Linked DNA regions of Lactuca sativa: region 1 is linked to region 2. The links are chromatin contacts, called in public Hi-C maps. All regions are on one chromosome and are shown on one strand. Each heading gives the region's core, a stretch centred on a gene start, on an enhancer-like site or on the middle of the called end of the contact. The rest is flanking DNA. Distances are from core to core; before and after follow the strand shown. Region 1 holds the start of LOC111877949 (myb family transcription factor EFM). Region 2 holds the start of LOC111877943 (upstream activation factor subunit UAF30).

The links. A called contact is a pair of places that touch in the nucleus more often than the background predicts.
Region 1: a Hi-C map of bud shows a contact between it and region 2, with 10 times the contacts expected there. The contact joins the promoter of LOC111877949 here to the promoter of LOC111877943 in region 2. A contact is called at or near these places in 4 of 4 Hi-C or Micro-C datasets (bud, leaf and seed).

Annotation. Positions count from the first base shown.
Region 1 is chr5:264,709,508-264,714,069 of Lsat_Salinas_v11, reverse strand. It overlaps LOC111877949 (myb family transcription factor EFM), which reads right to left and starts at 3,104. Exons shown (of 5, transcript XM_023874456.3): 1 at 2,618-3,104; 2 at 1,991-2,253; 3 at 1,565-1,886; 4 at 1,409-1,485; 5 at 801-1,317. The coding sequence starts at 2,837. The coding sequence ends at 1,063.
Region 2 is chr5:264,432,465-264,437,167 of Lsat_Salinas_v11, reverse strand. It overlaps LOC111877943 (upstream activation factor subunit UAF30), which reads right to left and starts at 2,648. Exons shown (of 6, transcript XM_023874449.3): 1 at 2,065-2,648; 2 at 1,343-1,439; 3 at 1,084-1,258; 4 at 906-965; 5 at 645-814. The coding sequence starts at 2,384.

The DNA of each region.
Region 1 (4,562 bases), core at 1,855-4,354, 280 kb before region 2:
GTTTATTTTAATTATTTTGACAAAGACACGAAGAATAAGATAACCCAATAAGAAATGAGTCATTAATAGATAAGTTTTTTCAGTTTGTGGTTGAATTGAATAAATTCAAAGATTCTCGCGTTCATCAAATCTTGAACAATTCTTTCTTGCAAGTTTTAGGCAGGGATTCCGCGATTAGGACAAAAAGATAAGCTTGTTTTCTAATCTTATTTATATAATTTAACCAACGACTGATATATCATTAAATAATTGTTTAATTTATTATTTTTATTTAAGTATTATTTAAAAGAAAGGGGTTGAAAGTTGAATAACCAACTACTGACTAATATGAGTTGATGTTGATGTTAAGTTTATCTCATATTCTCATACAATCTTGATAAAAATATAATCATTTTGTTAATATCTGGAAACGTTTTATTTATTTAAATACTATTGAATTTTATATTAAATAATATATTGCCAATCAAAACGTTATTATTTTTAAATCGACGGCATTGTATACGTGGTGTGATTAATTAATATTCGTACAATGACAATTGTCTTGAGTGATAAGTTAAAAAAGGCATCTTCAAAAGTACCACAAAAATTGTCTCTCACAATCACTATCCGTTTTCATTGCATGGAAAACCAAAAATACCCTTGAGACTACATCAAAATTACATTACCCTTGACATTCTGATTCAATCAAGTTTCAATCCAAAATAGATCATCCAAAAGGAAGTAACTTAATAGATAAATATAAAAATTTAAGACAAAAGATTCAAGATTTCTTGAAAATGATATTAGGGACATAATAAATATGCTTAAAATACTGCATACTCCAATCATCATGTTCCTCATCTCAAATACAGATGTGCTTCACATGAAACTACTTGGACAAAGAATCCAAGAAAATGGCAACAATTTAAATCTATAAAAAGTTTAATATAGGAAAAAAAAGAAAAAAGAAAAAAGAAAAAGGAAACTAATCCTGCAAAATTTCGTCCTTCTTTATGTATAAGTTATATTTTTATATATATATATAATATCTCACCTATATTTATTTTTCCAAAATCTCAAGATTTATACATCATGATGACCCTTCCAGCAGTAGTTTTCAGATTTGTCATCTTCACCATCGCTATTGTCACCGGTGGTGGTGGTGGTGCCGATAAGGAGTGGGCCATCAGGGGAACCGGAATTAGAGATTCTATTCTTTGACGATTCAACATATGAATCTTGGGAACCCATCCATAATCCTCCCAAAACGACACCAGATTGATTTGCAGATGAATTGTTAGAAGATGGTGGAAGTCTTCGTGTATGAAGTCTGTATTTCTACAGTTCACATAAAGAATATAAAAAAAGTTTAATATTTGCGAAAAAGTTTAGAGCTTTATCATGTGAATTTTAATAAATCAAAACTCACTTGCAAATGGCTTTTGACTTCATCATTTGTAAGCCCATCGACTTGCATAAGCTCTCTAATCTGCTTAGGAGTTGCAGCTGCAAAAGATTAAAAAATTTCAGTTAAAATTTGAATTAAAAATTAGGGAAAAAAGATGAAGATTTTTCAAGGGCTAACCTTGTGAACCACCGAGTTGCTGTAAGGCATTGACAAATCGTCTATGCAGCTCTGTTGACCAGCATCTTCTTTGTTTTCTAGATGTTTGTTGAGCATTTGGTGAAGAACAAGGAAGCAATCTGGAATTGGAATTTGTTTTTGTAAGCAAAAGGTTTCCCCTCATTGGATTCTTGATTCCAGGGGTGATAAGAGAGAGCCCTGGAATCGGTGATTCCTCCTTATCTTCCTCCACCACTGTAAACCCACAAATTCCCTTATATGGGATAAATGCTTTGGTGGGATATGGATCGTCGATCATTCCATCATCTTCTTCATCAGTTCTCTGCGATCACACATATTAATAATTCAGAATGCTTTCAGTTATTTGCTTATGAAACGACTTATGGTACACGAATACACGATCGATCATGTACCCTTTTAATTTACCTTTTTGGTAATTTGATGAATTGATTTTGGTTTCCAAATTTGGGTTTGATTTGTGTTTGGATTTGGATTTGGATTTGGATTGTTCCAAAGCTGAGTGGTGCTCAACCAATTCTTCTTGTCTCCACCGCACTTTTCTTTACTGATGATTTCGAGTTTTGCATCTTCATCACTAGTGTTCTTGAGGGGTATGAATTCTTCAAGTACTGGCTCAGGGTTTGATGATTTCTTCAAAACAATCGTCTCCTCTTTCAATGTAATGATTGCTGAAAAAAGAAAGCAATAGATAAATTGATTTGTACTAGCGTTAATCGTTTCCAAAACAGATTATCAAACAGTTTGTCCGCGGTATCCGAGATTATCCCCTTATGAAATAGATTGACTGTGGCTTTACTTATCAAATTGTCAAACAGTTGGTGAGAAAGAAATGCATTGTTATCAAGATCTTGGAATACCCAAATATCATCTAGAAAAGAATAATCACACTTCACACCAGGTAAAAATGAAAACAAAAACAACTAGTGTACGTAAATACAGAGAAAATCAAAAACCCATTTCCGAATGGCATTAAATCAAGCGAGAGATACAAAAACACAGGTGTGAGAAGAGAAACCTAAATAGAAAACGAACCATCATTAATGAGGAGCATGCAAAGAGGGAGTTCCCGTTTGAAGGCATCGATTTTCCGCATTTCGGCTTCTAATCGGGTAACAAAATCATCGAGTTTCAATATCTTGTCAGATAGCGTAGCGATTGTGGATACTTGTTCTAGAAATTGACTGATTGTTTTGGGGATAAAAGTGGGTTTGAAATCCAAACTCAGCTCAGGAGGCGGATTCAAGCTCCCCATCTTTTATCTCTCCCCTGTGTGTGTTGTTCCGATTTGATTATTTTTTGTTGTTGATGCTGATGATCAAAATGGATACTAAGAGAATGTGAAGGGAGTGAGGATCTATGTATACTTGTAATTATGTCATATGCTGAGAAATTTGTGAAAAAGAAGAATATTGGAATCTAGACATAGAGAGAGAGAGAAAGAGGAAGAGAGAGAGAGAGAGACGTAAGATTCTGAGAGAAATAGAATGAATGGGTTTTTCATTTTTGAGATGGGGTGTATGTGTGTGTATCTGTCACTCCCTCGGTTCGTCGCGTAATGTCATCTTAGCCCACCCACTACTTCATCCACGGAATTAACCCGGTTTAATGTTGTAACTTATATTACATGTGAAATACCCAAAATACCCCAGGTTTTTCGGATCATTCATTGGTTTTCTAGTACAAGTTAGGTCGATATCAATTTTATATTTTTATATTTACTTTCCAAATAATGTTATTTTAAAAAGTTATATGCATTAAAAATATATTTTTCATGACTTCCGATTCATTTGGCATCTTTTGTTGTTGGCTGAACTTATTTATACTTATTTGACACTTATAGACTCGCTAGTAGTAACCTAATCAAAAATTGTTATATCGGTTTTGTTGAATATAAAAGTTACAATTTTAGGCAAGGTTTTGAAAACCGGACCGGAGACCGAACCGGTCGTCTTACTGGTTCGATGGTTCAAGTGGTTCAACCGGTCGGACCGGTCTTAAAAACCGGAAAAACCGGATGATGTCATAATTATATTTAATTATATAAAAAATACAAAAAATTAAAAAAATAAATATTTTTTAAAATTTCTGGTTTTGACCGGTTTTACCGGTTCAACCGGACCGGTTTTTACCGGTTCGACCGGTTTTTACCGGTTTTCACTGGTTCAAACAAATGCCGGTTTTTTGACCTATATGAACCGGATCCAGGACCGGTTCCCGGTTGAACCGGTCGAACCGGCCGGTCCGGTCCGGTTTTCAAAACATGGATTTTAGTACACTTTAGTATTTCTTGATTTTTAGAGAAAAGTGTAAATTTGGTCATTTTTGTTTACCTATTTTTTACGGTTTTTGTCCGTGTGGCTCTAAAATCACAATTTTGTCATTTTTAACGGGTTTTATTGTCGCCTCGGGCAAAATTGAAAAATGTTGGTAAATTGTTTCATTAAGTATATTTAAGTGTAATGGATTGACTTTTGATTAAAATTAATTCTGATAAATTTTAAAAAAGTAATGAAAGTGTGAAATACACACTTGTTTAAAGTTTATTCAAGATTTTAAATAATGGCAAAATTGATTTTGGAATTGATTTGAAATCAAAACAAAAACAATTCGGAATAAGTTAGTATTGGCCCGAAACTGATTTCGGAGTGTAGTTGATCTTGGACAAAAAATGACATCGGGATGGAATTAGTCTCGAAATGAAGTTGGTCTCGGACAAATACTGAATTTGTAATTTGACGTAATGTGAATGCGATCAGATGCAAATGAGATTTCGGAATACTGGATGCAGATGCATTTTCGCAATGATAGCATGTTACTGTTCAATTGCGATCGATCGTAACTAGTTGTAACACAATACTTTGGAACTATTGCATTGGGTTGGATCGCATCAGATAGCAAGTTATTGTTCAACTGCAATCGTTCGCAACTTGTTGGAATGATGTATTTTAGAACAATCCTTGTGATCGCATCAGAACGA
Region 2 (4,703 bases), core at 1,399-3,898:
TTTTTTTTACAAATACATGTAAAAACATTTCTTGACATTTTTTTTAAAACTTGTTACAACTACATCTTCGTAAACATTTTTACAACTTCGAAAGATTTTTGTAAAAAATTTGTAAATAGTTTTTACAAATTTTGTAAAAGGAAGTTAGAAAAAATAATTCTATGTGGTTGGAAAAAAAATTGAAAACAACCTTTGTTTTTACAAATATTTTACATCTTTTTTTTACGGCATTGTAAAAAGCTCACAAAAAAGCGTAAAAATTTGTAAAAACGAAGTTGTAAAAAAATTCTTGTTACAAAAAAAATTGGCTAAAGAGAGGTAACTCGTGAAACATGTGATGAAGATAAATTTTGAAAGCTAAATGATCATGGTTAAAAGTTGTAAGGCAAATTTCAACCTAAAACCTTTTTCTTATTAGGATATTATACTTTGAAAAATCTATTCAATTATAATATCAGTGATAATTGCTTTTGTAGTTGGATGACATTGCTATAATGGATAGATTTTTCAACGTACAATTTTGTAATACAAAGAAAAGAAAGTAAAATGCTAGAATAAACAAATCAATGGAAGTACATTGCTATTTCTTGCATTTTACCCTTTCAAATAAACTCAGATAAAAAGAGTAAGTACTAAATTCACACCTGAAGATCATTCCTTTTGATATATTCCCAAATTCTCTTCACAACTTCAGAACGAGATAGTTCAATTTCACCTGTACCAAAGAATTGCACCAGTGCTTCTGACATTGGAAGTGGAATAACAAATCCAGAACTCTTTGTTTTTTGCTTCTTTTCCTTTTGCTCTGCTTCATCTAAAAAAGAACAAATATAAAAAAGTTAGTATTTTATCTATAAAAATAACCAGCTACAAGTATACAACATCTGTTAATCTGTTATTAATACCTTCTTTCACTCGTTTATTTTGTTTCTTCTTCGCTAAAGGCTTGACTGAAACTGGAGTTTCTGAATAAAAACATGTAACTAATTATCTGACAAAGTAGTATAAATCACATGACTTGATTCATCTTTATCTTTATATAATATAAACATAGGATAATAGTTAATACTTAATAGTTAATACCCTGTTCTTCTTCTATTGGCCATATATGTTTGCTAAGTGCTTTATTCATTTTAAACATATCAATGGATTTCACACGGAATAATTCGTGTAGCATTTCATCACATAAGATTTTTCGTTTGTTTGCTGGATTCTGTAAATCTTTCTCTTTAATGTAAGCCCATATCTTCTTCACAACCTGAAGCATCAAACAAAGAGAACCTCAGTTAAAATTGTTGATTTTACAGAAAAACTTGAAAGCATAATGTGAGTGATGATATACCTCAGTTCTAGCCATTTCAGACTCTCCAGTAAACTTTTGAAGTTGAGGAGAAAGTGCACATGGTTTGCTAAAACCGCCTCCCTTTTTCTTGTGCTTACTTGATAAGACAATTAAAGTAGATTATGATTTATTAAAAAGAAAGATGTGGAGATTAATCAATCAAGCTACTCTGAATAGAAAACAGTTGATCAAGATTGCACAAAAGGTAAGTAGTATGATAGCCTTTGATTAACAAGATATATCCTAATATGCTCAAATGACCTTTTTCGATGATTTGTTGATCCATATTATCTTTGGTGAAAGTCTGCCTATCATTAAGACTTAAGAGAGTTCATTTATGAATTATCTTGGAGACTTGGACAATTCCTTTTTGGTAATCTCTAACACTATTTCAAGATAATCGAATCACATTCATGCTTTCAAGAACAAGATTCAAAGCTAGTTGCTTCACTGGTTTCTCTTTGTTTGACAACTATAACTTCATCAGAACACCATCTGTCCCTCTTAATGAGAAAAATTCAAAACAACATTTACAATTAAACCTAGACACGAACCAGCATTCGACAAACAAGACCAATTATATGTTACTCACAAAAGCTTGGGAATATTGATCAACAATTTCACATTTTATATCAGGGAAACTAATCAGGTTCAATTTCAAATGAAATAAATGCAGCTACACCAACCCTATAAATTAAACAATAACACATAAAGACGCTTACCTGTCTATCTTCGTCGATTCGGCATCACTTTCTTCCTCTTGTTGGTCATCATCTCCTTCCTTGGAGGCACTTCCACCATTAACGCTCTCTTCCACCTTCGCATTCCCCGATTCCTCAGCGTCTCCCTCCGCGTTATCATTCGTATAGTGAGACTCAAGATACAAATCAATTTGTTGTCTAATGTAGGGTTTTCTGTCGGATAAATCAATACCCAAATCTTGTTCCATTTTGCGGCGGACGGTGGCGGGAGTGGCGGTATCGAGGTCGGATGTTCGTAGAACATGGTGCAAACGTTCCAGGAGTTCGGAATCCGTCAACATATTGGATTGGATTGGTTTGGAAAATGGAAATGGAACAGTGGGTGTTTGATTTTGGGCAAGGGTTTGGCATGCAGACGAAGCAAGGGATGATTAGAACGAGGGGTCTGAATGAAACTAGGTTAAGTGGGGATATTCTCTAACCCTGCAACTCTGCACACATTCAAGAAACCTTTATTGGTAACCAACAAAAATGCAATTTTTTTTCTTTCTTTTTGGATCATCTCGTGTTTTGATTTTTGTTTATGTTTTTGGATAATGTTGTGTTTTAAAATTTTGTATTTTATTTGCAACGTGTGTTTATAAGAACTATGTCTTATCCCGTTGCATATGCAACATATAAAAATAATACATTACGAAAATTCATATAATATAACAAATAGATAAGATGGTGATAGTCTGATAGATGTATAAGGGCGAGAGAAAAAAGTACCCCACATGCATATGGTCTAACTCATATTTAGCAGAATTTTTGAACTTAGTGCTTCTAAATACAAGATCAAATCTCTATGAATAAATATATTTTTTTTATCATTTGGTTTACATATTACATGACTTGTAATGTGTTATACAAGTAATACAACAAGATTTATCTAGGATGAGGTCCGTAGGCAATTGCTACAATTATGGATAGAAGCGTCACACATGTCCAAAGATTGTTGGTTGAAGAAAAAGTTTGTTGAAAGCTACAGGATAACTTCCAAAACAAGAGATGGAGGATGAATGGCATTTTGACGCACTCTATGTCATAAGAAAACAAGGTACCATTCATGGAAATGATGGGAAGTGTATTGATAATGAGAATGGCCAGATATTGATTTGAAATGCATGAGTGACGATCAGAAGAAACTACGAGGCTAAGGAGTAGAAAAGGGCTAAGGAAGTTGTGTGATACTTACAGCCAACAAAACATTATTGTCGATCGTTTAGATTGAAAACACAATGACCATGTATGCATCTTCATGGTGTTCCTTGGAGGATAAAGTATTTAGTAGACTCGAACAACATAAAAGAAATTCTGCAACAAAAGATAGGGAGAAAATTGCACGTATTTGATCGAGTGTTGATGCACCTGAAGATCCAAATGACACTAATGCTGGTGAGCAAGTAGTTACTCAATCAAGCAAAGTGGGTGAAACTATCAAGCAAAGTAGGTGAAACTGAATCACTTCCTCCATAACATAGGTAAACGGAAATAATCTTGAATCCAGATTCTAAGTATGCTAATGTAATCATATCATAATAGTGTAAAAGAGACGAAGATGTGTGAAGAAGCACCACAAAACTCAATTTGGAATAAAGCGATGGAAGAAAAAGTTACAACATTTGAGCATAGTCATACGTGGGAACCGGCAAAACCAAGATATATCAAACCCATTTATTGTTAATGATTCATACAAAATAAAGTGTCGTCCGGATGCATTAATCGAGAGACACAAGGATTGCCTAATGCTCGAGGGCTCTCACAATGATATATATTATACTATGATGAAATGTCTAGTCCAATATCATAGTTCATTATTGTATGGGTCGTGCTAGCCCTTGCGGAAAGTGAAGACTAGAAATTGTGGCAGAGGGATATGAAAACGCTTTTTTGAATGGAGAGTTGGATCGAGGGTCTACATAATTAAATCAACCAAAAGGTTTATGAGGATGTAGTTAGTCCTATTTATGTGAGCAATCTGAGAAAATATTTTTAATGGATTAAAGTAGACACCAAGATTTCGGTATGGTAAGATTGCTAAATTTCTTACTTGAAGCAGTGATTCAATGACGCAAAGTAACTCAAGTTTTTTCATCAAATAAAGAGAAAGAAAATTGGCAATTGTGTTGGTCTATATGGATGACTTGATCATTATTAGGGATGACATAATAGAAATTCATGAAATAAGAGAAAATATACCAACGTCGAAAAATATACTTTAGGAATTTGGCATATTGTAGTGCAATCCAGTCTCAACATTGATCGATCCAAATGTCAGGATCTATGCACACAAAGGTGAAGAGTTGGATGATAGAACGATGGAGCCAAATGACAGGATATGTGCACATGAATACTAGTTACGGGTCTAGGTTGGGTCGTGTAAGAAAAAAAAAAGATCTAAAGTTCCTACAATTGTACCTAAACGAGGTCTTATATCTTGATATATTTTCACAAATGTATCATTACTAAAACTTGAGTAAATTACATGAATGGTCTCTGTGAATTTGGGTAATTTGCATGATTGGTCTCTAACATTTTTTAACTTGGACGGTTCCTATGGTTTGCTTTTGTTACGTCGTTGGTCCCTAACATATATAAAATGACTAGTTTACCCTTAC